Linked DNA regions of Rattus norvegicus: region 1 is linked to region 2. The links are chromatin contacts, called in public Hi-C maps. All regions are on one chromosome and are shown on one strand. Each heading gives the region's core, a stretch centred on a gene start, on an enhancer-like site or on the middle of the called end of the contact. The rest is flanking DNA. Distances are from core to core; before and after follow the strand shown. Region 1 overlaps LOC120101554 (a long non-coding RNA gene). Region 2 holds the start of Tbr1 (T-box brain transcription factor 1).

Evidence for each region. A called contact is a pair of places that touch in the nucleus more often than the background predicts.
Region 1: a contact with region 2 is called in a Hi-C map of frontal cortex, with 5 times the contacts expected there. The contact joins the enhancer-like site here to the promoter of Tbr1 in region 2. A contact is called at or near these places in 2 of 12 Hi-C or Micro-C datasets (frontal cortex and prefrontal cortex).

The regions. Positions count from the first base shown.
Region 1 is chr3:67,505,412-67,508,111 of GRCr8, forward strand. LOC120101554 (a long non-coding RNA gene) reads right to left here. Exons shown (of 3, transcript XR_005502169.2): 1 at 2,617-2,700. Among named protein-coding and RNA genes, the nearest start is that of Gcg, 25 kb to the right of the region's middle. Within about 2 kb of position 1,385, at least 4 of the 93 cell types and tissues checked have an H3K27ac peak or open chromatin away from gene starts, as enhancers often do.
Region 2 is chr3:66,758,361-66,761,060 of GRCr8, forward strand. It overlaps Tbr1 (T-box brain transcription factor 1), which reads left to right and starts at 1,443. Exons shown (of 6, transcript NM_001191070.2): 1 at 1,443-2,389. The coding sequence starts at 1,698.

The DNA.
Region 1 (2,700 bases), core at 135-2,634, 750 kb after region 2:
GTATGGTGCCATCTAGTGGTTATCAATATAACTGCATACATACTGTTCTTTTTCGTTTCCATTCGCAAAAAATAAATTTCTTCAAAGATTCGAGGTAGGTAAATTATTTATTAATAAAATATTTCGTACGTACTTCTTCAGTACTAATTTAGGAAAAGTCTAATTTCAGTGCTGTTAAGGTGATTGTTAGGTCCTCAGAGATTAAGGTGGTCTGTGTAATTATCTGTAGTTAGCGTTCAAGAAATTACAGTTCCAGACATTTACATAAACAAGCATGCCAACCTGTCATACTTTTTTTTAGTAACACAATGAAACAAAAGAACAATTTGAATAAAAGCACGCTGATTGAAAATTCATATATGGGAGCAGAACCTGCCAGCCGTTATAAATTCTGAATAAAGAACACAATTGGAGAAACCTGTTCTTTGGCTTGAGGTGCGGGAGGCTTGCCGCTTGCCCTCAGCTGTTGCTAGTGTGGCCAAGTAGTTCCTGGGATGACCGCAGACTGCGTCTTTTCTCCTAGTCTCCAGGGAGGAGTTACACACCTTTGACCGTCGCCACACACTGCCCATCTCCACATTGATCCTCTGTCTGCATCTGCCCCATCAAACAAAACCAAAGGTCCTACATTCACACGGGAGAAAATCTACAAAGCAGCCCTTCGGTTTCAGTGAACAAGTCCACCCTGTCCATTACGCGCCTGCAGCAGTAGTTCCCTGCTATAATGTATGTCTTCTCGCCGATAAAGGCTCCGTGGACGTCACAGCGTTAGTCCCCTTCACTGGACTTTGGGTCTGCCAGTGAGATAATGGGACCAGTGTGTTCCCAGCTCATCGTGAGTGAAAGCTCAAGATGTAGAAGCTTCAGGTGGCCAAGAATGTAAACCTGAGGGTCTGAATAATAAGTGGGGGCAAGGGGCTGAAGTCTAAGGAGCAGGGATCGGAGGTAAAGGGAGGGTATCCTGATGTGTCCTACCCAGTGGCTGTTGCTGTGCTCAGCCTGAGTTCTCCTTGATATCTCAGTACCTGCCCGAGGACCCTTCATTTGGTGAATCGTATACAAATGCCTTCCTATCCTTTGATTCGGAAGTGTACTCAATAAACCATCTATAGGGACAGCCTTTTTTTTTTTTTTTTTTTAAATATCACTCAGTAGCTCTATTTCTTCCATGCCAAGTCTGAATTCTTTTGTATGACCTGTGAGAGCTCTTTGACCTCTCAGCATCCCTCACTTCTGGGTCTTTTCCTTCTCCCCACTGGCCTTTTACCTTTCCCTCTACACCTTAAGCACTAGCTGTATTCAAATTCCAGTTTGTGGGGTTTACCCGACACTTATTCGGGCTAGCCCGAATGTTCCAGAAAACATTTTATTCTCTTTCTTTCCTCCCTGGCTTCGGTTTGACCTTCAGATACAAGTCTAAGCCCCTAAGGTCTCTCGGACTTGGACTATTTTACTGACATCACTCCATCATGTATCCCACATCCTGCTACTGCTTTGCTGACTCCGTGACAAAAATGGCCTCTTCCTTTGGGAGAGACTAAGCTAGCTCTGTGATGGATGGATGGTGTTTGTCTCCCTGCGGCTTTGTACTGAACGTGGGCAATAGTAAGCGCTACATACATGCCCAAAGAACTGATGAGAAGTTCCTGTTATTTAAGTGAAAGCAAATAAGGCTCGAGCACTCTATAAAACACTTCCGTGACACGGGACCTAATTGACACGGGACCTCCTTTCTCCTTCAGCTGGAATTTGTAAATCCCTTCTTCATTTTGTGAGAGCTGTTGTTTCAGGTTTCAAAAATGAGACTCCCACTTTCAATGCGACTTCTTATTTAAGTCAAAAGCTGAATGCACACAATCGGTATAAAGATTATCTCTATTTTGTGGACATGGGTGGTCCAGACACCCACAAGGAGATAAATAAATGTTTGAGGTGGGTCCTTCAATGATTTTTTCAATGGATGCCAATTTGGCAAGCTCGCCTGGGCCCTACCAGTGTGAGGAACCATGATTTTGGTATGATGTTGGGGAATTTGTGGCTCCCATCTGCTGGTTATCTCGCAAAATGTAGAGCTGAGAAAAATCACATACTGATTAAATCATAGAATCCCACACTTGGAAGGGACTTCATGAGATGATCGGGCCCGTCTCCTGAAGGTCAATGCATAAACCATCTTGTGCAGATGGCTGTTTATACTATTTTTAAAGCTCTTTAAGGATAGAGATTACACAGCTTCCCGTGGTAGTCTGATCTTCATGGTCAAGAACTTCCCTTTTAAAAAACCAGCTTCTCGCTGCAGTTTGGCTCACTTCCTCTTTTTGTCAGCTCGCTGCGAATGTGGGGAGCACATGATCAGAGTCCCCTGCTAATTATCCCTGGCCCACATCTCACACCCTTGCAACTAATTATTAAGAGCTATGCTGTTTCCCCTCCTAAGCGACACAGTCACAATGTCTTTATTTTTTTCAGGAGACTTATTTCCCCCTCCTATTATTTTTGTAATTTACTTTTTTTAATTTTTTTTTTTTTTGCCATACCACCACCCTGCGGAAAACTGATAATTGCGCTTGCGCTCATGTCTAGATCAGCTGTCAATGGACGGCGAAGCACCCTTACCTTGCTGCCTAGACCGCAACCTTTCTGTTTTTGTTCCTCCTGTGGATTTTTGTTCTGCAGTAAATCCCGAGCTGTTCACTGTCA
Region 2 (2,700 bases), core at 193-2,692:
GCCTGCCTGAGGCAAGGGTGGAGTGTGAGCCTCTCCAGCCTGAGCCAGACAGGTCGCCTGGCACTCTCTTAAGTCCCCCGAGCTCGCCGCCTCTCCACCACCTTGCAGGCCAAGCTGAGCTATGCCTGGGGTTGGCTTTGCATTTCTGCGCCTCTTGCCTTCAGGAAGGAAAGCTACGGAGCAGGTTGGCCATGTCTAGACAGCAGCTCTGGGTTTGTCATCTCAGGTGCTCTTGGCCTGAGGCTGGCCGCTGGCCTCCGTGAAGCAGATAGTAGGAGATCTTTTCTCCCTAAAACTCAGTTGCTTGGGGACTCATGTTACTTGTGCCAAAATTTCCTTAAATCGATTCTTTTCGCTAATCCTCTTTTAAAAATTACTGGCATGGATTCTTTTTCTCTCCCTCTGGATTATGTAAACATTACACACACACACACACACACACACACACACACACACACACACACACACACACACACCAGTAAGATCATCGCGTTGACACCACTTCCACTCTGTCTCCCCAGATCAACGCTTCTAGCGAACCCATTTGCGCTGGGGACTCAGCCCTCTCTCTTTTTTCCTGGCGAGGCTTATGAACCTGTCACCAAGCCAGTGCCTCCAAAAAGGAGGAAGTGCGGTGGGACTCAAAGGATACATGGCGCCCGCCCCCAGCTAGCTGCTCTTCAGATGATCTGCAACCAAGTTGGCTGATAAAATATTTAGTAACGACCCAGTAAACATGACTGCAAATACATTAAAGCACTTCAGCGCCACGGCTTATGATTATTTCAAAACTTAAAAAGGAGATCATAGATTGTCACTGTTTCTGTACCCTAGCCGGAAACCGAACCTTCCTGAGGTGGGTTGATGGGTGGGCTAGCCGCTTCGCCTCCTTATCTCTCTTAAGGCTGTGGCTTTCAGCGGCTGGAGGTTTGTTGATTTATTTATTTATTCGTGTAGTTTAAAGTGGGGGAGGGGGCGTCAAGGACACGCAGCACCGACTCAACAAAGCACAGGCTCAGGTGTGTATGCTTCTGCGTATTAACTGGAAAAGACAGACTCTGGAAGTTTTACAGGGCGAGAAGAGGCCACCGGCTCGCGCTTTGTATACTTTGCACTTGAAATCGTTACATTCAACTGAATATTTGGCTCATTCAGATCCGAAAAGTCTCCTAGCATCATCGAATTCCCTCCTCCACCCCTCCTCTCTAAAGAGAGAAGGGGGGGGGGGTTAGGAAATGTTTAGTAAATTGCACATCTTTGAATCTTCCTAAAGCAGTGGTCACAAAGCTTAAAGGTGACATAACAGAGCTCACGTAAACCAACACACTTTCCCCACCCCCCAAGCCAACAATAAAATCATCCCCTTCAATTTGCCATGATCGTCGCGACCAGGAGCCAGGTGATTATCCTAATTAATGTCTATCTAATTAAATTACTGTCAGCAGCTAACCAATGGCAGGAGCCGTTTCATCGGCTGCATAAGCAGCAAGATCAAAAGTGAGCCTTTTCTGATTGCTGCATAGTGTCAATTGGCCAATCTCTTCTCCCAGGGAAAAAAAAAAGTAAATCAAACCTTTGAGAAGCATTTGCTGGTTGAAGTGCTTTCTGTCTAGTGAGGGGTCTGTGGATTCCTAGTTTATGATAAACAGGACTTTAAAACCCAGGGACGGGAGGGCCAGCCTTCAGGTTCTAGAGCTATGCAGCTGGAGCATTGCCTCTCTCCTTCTATCATGCTCTCCAAGAAATTTCTCAATGTGAGCAGCAGCTACCCACATTCGGGCGGATCTGAGCTTGTCTTGCATGATCATCCCATTATCTCGACCACTGACAACCTGGAGAGAAGTTCACCTTTGAAAAAAATTACCAGGGGGATGACGAATCAGTCAGATACAGACAATTTTCCTGACTCCAAGGACTCACCAGGGGACGTCCAGAGAAGTAAACTCTCTCCTGTCTTGGACGGGGTCTCTGAGCTTCGTCACAGTTTCGATGGCTCTGCTGCAGATCGTTACCTCCTCTCTCAGTCCAGCCAGCCACAGTCTGCGGCCACCGCTCCCAGTGCCATGTTCCCGTACCCCGGCCAGCACGGACCGGCGCATCCCGCCTTCTCCATCGGCAGCCCCAGTCGCTACATGGCCCACCACCCGGTCATCACCAACGGAGCTTACAACAGCCTGCTGTCCAACTCTTCGCCGCAGGGCTACCCCACCGCCGGCTACCCCTACCCACAGCAGTACGGCCACTCCTACCAAGGAGCCCCATTCTACCAGTTCTCCTCCACCCAGCCCGGGTTGGTGCCCGGCAAGGCGCAGGTATACCTGTGCAACAGGCCACTTTGGCTGAAATTTCATCGGCATCAAACGGAGATGATCATCACTAAACAGGGAAGGTAATGCTACTTTTCTTGGCTGCCGCTGTTCCAGGCGTGACCCTGGGCGAACGCACCCAAGTTGTGACCGCCGGGCAGCGACTATGTGGGGTCGGGGAGCGGAGTGGAAAGGCGCTCGGGTGCGCCCTGGAGTTGGCTGGTTTTGGAAAAGGGGAAAGTGGAAGGGATAATAACCACCGTGGTGATGTTTGGTGGCGGGGAGCCTGCTGTGCCAATGCGGTCGGAGAACCAGTCGGTGGCTGGAGCAAGACGAAGAGCCGTGGCCGCTAACAGGCTTTCAGAGCAACTCATCGAAGCTGGCCTGTGCCGAC